Linked DNA regions of Zea mays: region 2 is linked to region 1. A link is a contact called in public Hi-C data. All regions are on one chromosome and are shown on one strand. The core of a region is the stretch at or near the end of the contact, and the rest is flanking DNA. Distances in the headings are between cores, read along the strand shown.

Region 1 (4,419 bases), core at 994-3,493:
GCTCCAAGGCGTATCGAGCCTATGACCCTGGAACAGGTTGGGTCCAAGTCAGCCGCGACGTCGTCTTCAACGAGGACGCCTGCTGGGATTGGAAGGGCAAGCAGGAGGATCCCCTCGACTTCACTATCGACCCCGTCGTCAACACATTTCCTGGATTTGCTTCTGTGACAGGTCCTCGTACACGGGAGTTCACTCCTTTGGGAGCGCAGACATCGGTCCAGGCCCACTCGCCGACGGGCACACCTGTGCCACCGACAGGATCCCCGTTTTCAGCACTGCCTACCGCGAGCCCGGGGAAAATGGTCGAGCTGGTGCTCCTCCCAGCCGGGTTGAGGAGATGCTGGACGCAGACGACGACGTCAATGCTGCGCATCGGTTTCGCACCATTAGCAACATTTTTGGGGCTGCTTCGAATACAGGAGTGGTGACCCAGGAACTGGCCATGCAGGAGTGCCAGGCCGACACCGAGGAGCCAGCCACATTTGAGGAGGCTCAGGCACACGAGTGCTGGAGACTCGCCATGATTTACGATATCACCTCCATTGAAGCAAATGGAACCTGGGAGCTGGTGGACCCTCCTCCGGGACAGTGCCCAATCGGACTCAAGTGGGTCTACAAACTGAAGAAGGACACCACGGGGATCATCGTCAGGCATAAGGCGTGTCTCGTCGCAAAGGGCTATGCTCAGCGATTTGGGATCGACTACGACAAAAGTGTGATCACCTGGCAATCTCAGAAGCAGAAAGTGGTGGCACTCTCTAGTTGTGAGGCAGAATATATTGCAGCTGCAACGGCTTCTTGTCAAGGAGTGTGGTTATCGTGCCTACTTGCAGAGCTCAGAGGAAAAAAATGCAGACACTATCACTCTGAAGATTGACAATCAGTCTGCTATTCAGTTAAGCAAAAATCCTATCTTTCATGATCGAAGCAAGCACATAGATGTCAAATATCATTATATTCATGAGTGCGTCGAGGAAGGCAGGGTAGATGTTGAGCCAGTTGACACCAAGCTCCAACTAGCAGACATCCTAACGAAGGCACTAGGGCGAGACCAGTTTGTTCAGCTGCGTTCCAAGCTCGGCCTCGTCGACACTAGACAAGTGAACAAGGCTTAGGAGGAGACTTGTTGGAATAATAAGCCTTGTCACGTTATTTTTGTAGTCATCAAGTTAGGTGCATGCATTAGTTAGTTTTAGTGCTGCACGAGCTCTAGAATTTGTGGACGTCGTGCGTAGTGTGGTTCAGTGGTTGTGGTGGAGCGAGTCGCGCGGTCACCCAGAGACGCAGATGCTTTCACGATGTGCGAGCGTGGGGATGGACGCGCTAAAGACGGGCATCGTGAAGACACTCGAGTCTTCCCAGTGTAATCGTTTCCGTTGATAAATATGCATCAGAAAACGTCGCAACTTAGCGCGGCAAAAATCTCTCTTGAGTCAGTAGAGTGTGTGTGAGTTTGTGAGGTACAGTCTTCTTCTCTGAAGCCGACGTTCGTAGGACAGCGAGCTATCGTATCCCAACACTGCTCGCTCGCGCCCGGCTTCCTGCGTGTCGCAGTTTTTTTCCCCGAGCTCCCTCGTCGTGGTCGCCCAGCCCAGCCGCGCCCAGCTCCCTCATCGACCTCAGCTTCTCCCACGCTCTGCTCCCTGCGCGCCGTGGAGTTCCTTGCCCGCCGTCCGCGCCCCTGTTCCCGGTCCTCGGCGCGCCGCTCCTTCAGCTCGACCGCCTCTCCCTGGCCACGGTTTCTTCCCCAAGCTTCTCCCTCTCAAGGCGCACGCGAAGTTTGTCCCCTGCGCACGTCTTCTTCCCCCATCGCGCCGCAGCTCTCTGCCGAGCACGGCCTCTGCAGCTCGCTGCTCTAGCCCATCCCCTTCCTGGCGCTTGGCTCCAGCTCGGCCGCGCGCCCTGGCGTTCGCCATGGCCACCGCACCATGGAGCCCTGCGCGCTCGGCTCTGCTCGCTCCCTGTGCTCGCGCCCAACCGAAGTTCCCTGTGCGCGCACCCTGGTGTCCGTTCGTTACTGCGCGCGCGTGCTCGCCGGCTGTGCAGCTCGCCCATGGTGCCCATCTCTCTGTTCGCCTCTGCGCGCAGCCATGTGCTCCTCCGTGTCGTGCTCCTTGGAGCTCGCCTAGTTCCCTCTACTCGCTCGCGCCGAGTCGTCGGACCTCGCCTCCATCCCTATGGTGCTCGGTGCCCTCCCTGCTCCGCGCCGTGACGTGGATTAGGGGGCCGGCTGTCCGGTCTCGTGAATTGCCTCATTGTGGATGGACGGCTGGATGGGGGCAGGCAAATCCGGATCCGTTGCGCTACTCGCAAAGCGCGTGGGGGCCTCGCCGGTCATCCTGCTTCCTTCTGTGCGCTCCGCTTGTCGTCATCCTCCATGCCCCGGGTGCGCTCTCTGCGTCCAGCATCATGGATATGACAGCAGGGCGTCGTGCCTCGTGCGTCTCCCTTTTGTCAACCCGACATGGGCTCTGACCGTCAGCTGAATGCTTGATGCTCGTGCTCGGTCATCTGCAGCAGTTCGCTTGGTGTCAGCTCGCCGACGTTGTTGTTTGCTGCTCGTGGCCGTCGTCTCCTTCTCAACATCCACGTGGACGCTCCCTCGCCGATCGCGCTCTCTGGAGTTCGCTGAACGCCGCTCCTAGTGGGAAAGCTTTGCAAGTTCACGCGTCGTCGCCCTCTATCGCCAGATGCCATCCTCGTCTCGCCACCTCGTTGCCGCGCCATCGTTTTTCTCGTCCAGTGCTCGCGCAGTCTTGCCCAAACCGTGCTGCCGTCTCCCAACCGCTTGCCCTTGCCCCTGCACGCGCTTGTCACGCTAGTCAACCCCGCCTCGGTCATCGTCATCGATACTGCACTTGCCGGTGGTCGAAGCTTGCGTCACCCTCTCCCTCACTGGATTCATGTCCTCACAAGCTCGCTCCAAACTCGATCTCGTCGTCGTTCCGTGCATCGTCAAGAAATCCCAAGCGTCGGGTGAAGACGAAGCTAGCCACGTGATATTTACCAAGTGCTCGATAGAAGGCCTCAGCAAGAATCAGCAATGTTTGCTTGGAATTTTAATTGAATCGGTAACTGTTCTCTAGTTTGTTATTTTTCTAATTGTATGGAGTCGATGCCCTGCTGTGATATCCATGATGCTTAATTGTCGGCGTTTCGAGACCGGGGGTCCCTAGGCCGACGAGTGAAATGTCGCCGCGTGCCCCAGCCCAGATGGGTCGGCGCGAGGCCGAGCACGAAGGGGGAAAAGGCGGCCAGAGACGGGCGTGAGAGAGGTGGAAATCCCGCGGCCTTCGTGTTCGTCCCGCGCCCAGGTCGGGTGCGCTTACAGTAGGGGGTTACAAGCGTCCACGCGGGAGAGGGAGCGAGCGCCTGTCCCGTCCTCTTCCCCGCGCGGCCAACCCTCTGTAAGAGGGCCCTGGTCCTTCCTTTTATAGGCGTAAGGAGAGGATCCAGGTGTACAATGGGGGTGTAGCAGAGTGCTAACGTGTCTAGCGGAGGAGAGCTAGCGCCTAAGTACATGCCATCGTGGCAGCCGGAGAGGTTTTGGCACCCGGTTCGTGTGGTGTCGTGGCCGTCGGAGGAGCGCTGAAGCCTGGCGGAAGGACAGCTGTCGGAGCTGTCGAGTCCTTGCTGACGTCCTCTTGCTTCCGTAAGGGGGCTGAGAGCCGCCGTCGTCACAGAGCGTGCGGGGCGCCATCATTGCTTATCTGGCGGAGCGAGCCAGATGGGACGCCGGTCTTGTTCCCCGTAGCCTGAGTCAGCTTGGGGTAGGGTAATGATGGCGCCTCCTGTTGACGTGGTCGGTCCGCGCCCTAGGTTGGGCGATGTGGAGGCTCCTCTGAGGTCGAGGTCGAGTCTGTCTTCCGAGGCCGAGGTCGAGTCCGAGCCCATGGGTCGGGCGAGGCGGAGACCGTCGGCTGAGGCCAGGGCTGAGTCCGAGCCCTGGGGTCGGGCGAAGCGGAGTTCGTCGTCTTCAGGGGCTGAGCCTGAGTCCGAGCCCTGGGTTGGGCGAAGCGGAGTTCGCCGTCTTCAGGGGCTGAGCCCGAGTCCGAGCCCTGGGTCGGGCGGAGCGGAGTTCGCCGTCTTCCGGGGCTTAGCCCGAGTCCGAGCCCTGGGTCGGGCGGAGCGGAGTTCGCCGTCTTCCGGGGCTTAGCCCGAGTCCGAGCCCTGGGTCGGGCGAAGCGGAGTTTCCTATGGTGCCTGAGGCCGGGCCTGGCTGCCTGTCAGCCTCGCTCTGTGGAGTGGCACAGCAGTCGGAGCGGCGCAGGCGGCGCTGTCCTTCTGTCAGGTCGGTCAGTGGAGCGGCGAAGTGACTGCGGTCACTTCGACTCTGTCGACTGAAGGGCGCGCGTCAGGATAAAGGTGTCAGGCCACCTTTGCATTAAATTCTCCTGCGATTTGGTCAGTTGGCGCGGC
Region 2 (4,597 bases), core at 1,255-3,754, 82 kb after region 1:
CCGTTCAGGGCTAGAAAGGTTGTTGGAGACTACCCATCTGGAGCTTGACGGGAAGCTGTTCGTCAACACGCAGCAGGCCCCTACCTGGCGCGCCAACTGTCGGCGTTTCGACCCCGAGGGGTCCCTGGACCGACGAGTAAACTGTCGCCGCGTGTCCCAGCCCAGATGGGTCGGCGCGAGACGGAGCACGAAGGGGGGAAACAAGGAGACAGGCGTAAAGGGGAAACCCGCGGCCTTCGTGTTTGTCCTGCGCCCAGGTCGGGTGCGCTTGCAGTAGGGGGTTACAAGCATCCGCGTGGGGGGGAGCGAGAGGCTTGTACGCGCCGTCCCATCCTCTCCGCGTGGCCAACCTTCTCGTACGAGAGCCCTGGGCCTTCCTTTTATAGGCGTAAGGAGAGGGCCCAGGTGTACAATGGGAGATGTAGCAGTGTGCTAACGTGTCTAGCAGAGAGGAGCTAGTGCCCTAAGTATATGCCGTCGTGGCAGCCGGAGAGGTTTTGGCACCCTGTTCATGTGATGTCGTGGTCGTCGGAGGAGCGCTGGAGCCTTGTGGAAGGACAGCTGTCGGGGCTGTCGAGTCCTTGCTGACGTCTCCTTGCTTCCGTAAGGGCTGAGAGCCGTCGTCGTCATGGAGCACGCGGGGCGCCATCATTATTTGTTTACCGGGGCGAGCCAGATGGGACGCCGGTCTTGTTCCCCTTAGCCTGAACTAGCTAGGGGTAGGGTAATGATGGCCCCCCTGTGACGTGGTCGGTCCGAGCCCTGGGTCGGGCGAGGCGGTGGCTCCTCCGAGGTCGAGGTCGAGTCTGTCTTCCGAGGTCGAGGTCGAGTCCGAGCCCCGGGTCGGGCGAGGCGGAGACCATCGTCTGAGGACAAGGCTGAGTCCGAGCCCCGGGGGTCGGGCGAGGCGGAGTTCGTCGTCTTCCGGAACCGAGGCCGAGTCCGAGCCCTGGGTCGGGCGAGGCGGAGTTCGTCGTCTTCCGGAGCCGAGGCCGAGTCCGAGCCCTGGGGTCGGGCGAGGCGGAGTTCATCGTCTTCCGGAGCCGAGACCGAGTCTGAGCCCTGGGTCGGGCGAGGCGGAGTTCATCGTCCGAGGCCGAGACGGGGGCCGAGCCCTGGGGTCGGGCGAGGCGGAGCTTCCTATGGCGTCCGAAGCCGGACTTGGCTGCTGTCAGCCTCACTCCGTCGAGTGGCACAGCAGTCGGAGCGACGCAGGCGGCGCTGTCCTCTTGTCAAGCCGGTCAGTGGAGCGGCGAAGTGACTGTGGTCACTTCGGCTCTGTCGACTGAAGGGCGCGCGTCAGGATAAGGTGTCAGGTCATCCTTGCATTAAATGCTTCTGAGATACGGTTGGTCGGCGTGGCGATCTGGCCAAGGTTGCTTCTTGGCGAAGACTGGGCCTCGGGCGAGCCGAAGGTGTGTCCGTTGCTTGAGGGGGCCCTCGGGCGAGACGTGAATCCTCCGGGGTCGGCTGCCCTTGCCCGAGGCTGGGCTCGGGCGAGGCGAGATCGTGGCCCTTGAGTGGACCGAGCCTTGACTTAATCGCACTCATCAGGCCTTTGCAGCTTTGTGCTGATGGGGGTTACCAGCTGAGATTAGGAGTCTTAGGGGTACCCCTAATTATGGTCCCCAACAAAACTATAGTGATTTTGTCTTCTAGTGCACGTTCATTTTAAAAATTATTATTTTCATATGAATTTTTCTAGACTGAATCTGCATTAATAACGTTTACATGTGAGCAACTAAGTATGTATGTGAATTCATTATGAATGTGCCTTAAAAGTTTTTTTAGGGCTAGTTTAGGAACCCCAATTTACCAAGGGAAAATAGAAATCCCTTAGGAAATTGGGTTTCCCAAACTAGCCATTAGTGGACACTTTTCTCTTGGAGTTGGTTTTCATACTCCCTCCACCCCAAAGATACTAGTATTAGTTCTAGACTAAACATGCATTCATTAACTAATTTATAAATGTAGTTTATATGCATGTATATATTCGTTACTATTCATTCGAACGTGAAAAGAAAAAAGAAGGGCTAAAAACTATATTTTGGAACGGAGAGAGAGTGTATTTTAAGGATAAAATAAAGCAATAGAACAGAAGAAAAAAAAGGCAGAAGATTGAAATGAATCGTGCACTTGAAATCCTTTAATTAGAAAGCTAGAACGCAGAAAAGTTGTGAATAAAGGCATGTGAATGGCGCGCAAGAGAAGAATCCTAAGGCACAAGGGAAAAACAAAAACCAGAGGGTTGGACTCCGGAAGGTGTATGGGATAGTTCATTTCATAGGAACTTTAAAAGAATTCTTGTATTCTCTCTATAGGAAAATTCAATCGTCCAAAATTCCTTCATCATTTCCTCCATTTCGAAAGGGGACTAGTAAGTATATGATTTTCCAAAAGATTCATTCCTCCCATCGTCCCTACGTTTCTCAGATGAGGAAAAAGAAGTAGGAAAAGGAGAACGGTGCTGCTAACTGCCCAGGCTCAGCTGAATGAATCCCTGCACGAGTCCAAAGGCCAAAGCTGCGGCCAACGCGCAGCACTGCAGCGTGCGGGCCCGGCCAGGCAGCCAGCGCACGGGCGACGGGGCCCACCCGCACCCGTGGAAGCAAAACGCAAGCGAGCGTCGCGTCTCGTCTCATCACCTCGCACGTTTTCCAAATGTGCCCCGGCGACGGCGATCCTCCCGCACCCTCCTGCCCATAATAAATAGGGACAGCCCGTCCGTCCCCGTCGTGCTCCAGCTCGCCGCTCCACTCTCTCCTGGCCCTGCTGCGGCCGTCGCCGGCTAACTAGCTATAGCCAGCCACTCGGAGTCGGAGGCACAGCACCTCCCCCCGCGTCGCCAGCGCACTTGGACGACCGATGGGGAGGGCGCCGTGCTGCGAGAAGAAGGGGCTGCGGCGGGGCGCGTGGAGCCCCGAGGAGGACCAGCGCCTGGTGGCCTACGTCCGGCAGAACGGGCACCCCAACTGGCGCGCGCTGCCCCGGCAGGCGGGGCTGCTCCGCTGCGGCAAGAGCTGCCGCCTGCGCTGGATCAACTACCTCCACCCGGACATCAAGCGCGGCAACTTCACCGCCGACGAGGAGGCCCTCGTCGTCCGCCTCCACCGCGAGCTCGGGAACAGGTCCGTCCGTCAGCGACACCCCGCTCCCGAGCTGCCAACTCCTTTGCCCCCCCCCTGCTCGTCATTTCTTCTCTCCATCGAAAGAAAACAGAGGCATTTGTTTTTTTCTTCCCTCTCTGGAACATAAAAAAAAAGTCTGCGCGCTGCAGCCTGCAACAGTGGTTCAGATGTATGGAAAAAAATACTCCTCGCCATCTTTTCAAGCTTTTTGCTAGTACGCCTTTTATCATTGCATTGCTCGGCGGCCATGGCCATAGCCGCCTCGAAACCCGTCCACTCGGAGAGAGGACAATCCATGGCCATAGCCCCACTTGCGAGGTACCCAATCCAGTCCAGGCCGGAGATTCCGTCTCGTTTGGCCTCGCGTGGTGAAATAAAATCCTGCGCTGCCTCTGCCTGCCTGCCTGACAGCAGCAACGCCATTTCGCCACTTGCAAAGCTGATCCTGGCCCTGAAACAGGACCACGCACACTTCGGAAAATGGGGGCTGATGCAGCGCCCATCCTACCAGTTAAAAAAAAAAATTAAACCGCACATGAGATTAGAGCCCCACTAGTTGCTGAACTCGACTGTTTCTCCTCGTCGGACGTGTCGTGTTCCTGGCTCCGGGGCTCCTCCGATTGCTGAACGTTTACGTGGCAACAACGCAGGTGGTCAGCGATCGCCGCGCAGCTGCCGGGGCGCACCGACAACGAGATCAAGAACGTGTGGCACACCCACATCAAGAAGCGCCTGGGGGGCGACGACGGCGGCGGCACCGGCGGACGGCAGGAGAAGAAGGCGCGCAAAAGCAGGACCAGGACCGCCGGCGCCACCAAGAGACCAGCCGCCGACGTGGACAGCAGCGAGCGGCAGCCGGCGTCGCCGGGGCAGTCGAGCAGCGTGAGCAGCGGCGTCACGTTCTCCGCCGCGGCCGTGTCGTCGTCGCCCGACAACGCGGCCGCCACCAGCCGCCAGGAGGAGCAGCTGCAGGTCGGCGGCGCCGGCAAGGCGGAGATGGAGATGGAGATGGAGATGGAGAGCTTCAGCTCCGCCGAGTTCCCGGCCATCGACGACAGCTTCTGGTCGTCGGCGGACGTCACGGACCTGGGCCTTTGCGCCATGGACGGGGATGAGCTGGGCATCGCCGGCCCGCCCTCGTCGTCCACCAGGGACCAGGACATGGAGTTCTGGCTCAAGATGCTGCTGGAGGCCGGCGACATGAGGGACTTGAGCGTCTTGTAACTAGAATGCAGAAATCAAAGCTTATTAGGGGCCTGGTTACATGCAGGCAGGATTAGAGCTAGAGCATCGTATTTTCTTTTTCTTTATTTTTCTCCTGCCATCTTGTTCCCCCCATTTTCCGGTGACGAGAAAATGCTGGGCAACGTACTCGATCGGTCGGGTGATTCCACCTTCCCTAGAGAAAGAATACTAGCACCATTTCGTTCGTTCGTTCGTTCTTTCGCTGGCGTCACAATCAGATGCGG

Evidence for each region. Hi-C and Micro-C count contacts between places; a contact is called where the count stands out from the background.
Region 2: a contact with region 1 is called in a Hi-C map of ear, with 2.6 times the contacts expected there. The contact joins the promoter of LOC109939901 here to the enhancer-like site in region 1. A contact is called at or near these places in 3 of 25 Hi-C or Micro-C datasets (ear, leaf and root tip).

The regions. Positions count from the first base shown.
Region 1 is chr5:29,608,953-29,613,371 of Zm-B73-REFERENCE-NAM-5.0, forward strand. No RefSeq gene overlaps it. Among protein-coding and RNA genes, the nearest start is that of LOC109939901, 82 kb to the right of the region's middle. Within about 2 kb of position 2,244, at least 18 of the 20 cell types and tissues checked have an H3K27ac peak or open chromatin away from gene starts, as enhancers often do. A contact at or near this core is called in ear and leaf, where this site is marked.
Region 2 is chr5:29,691,021-29,695,617 of Zm-B73-REFERENCE-NAM-5.0, forward strand. LOC109939901 (transcription factor MYB30) reads left to right here and starts at 2,505. Exons shown (of 2, transcript XM_020538288.1): 1 at 2,505-3,128; 2 at 3,779-4,570. The coding sequence starts at 2,866. The coding sequence ends at 4,352.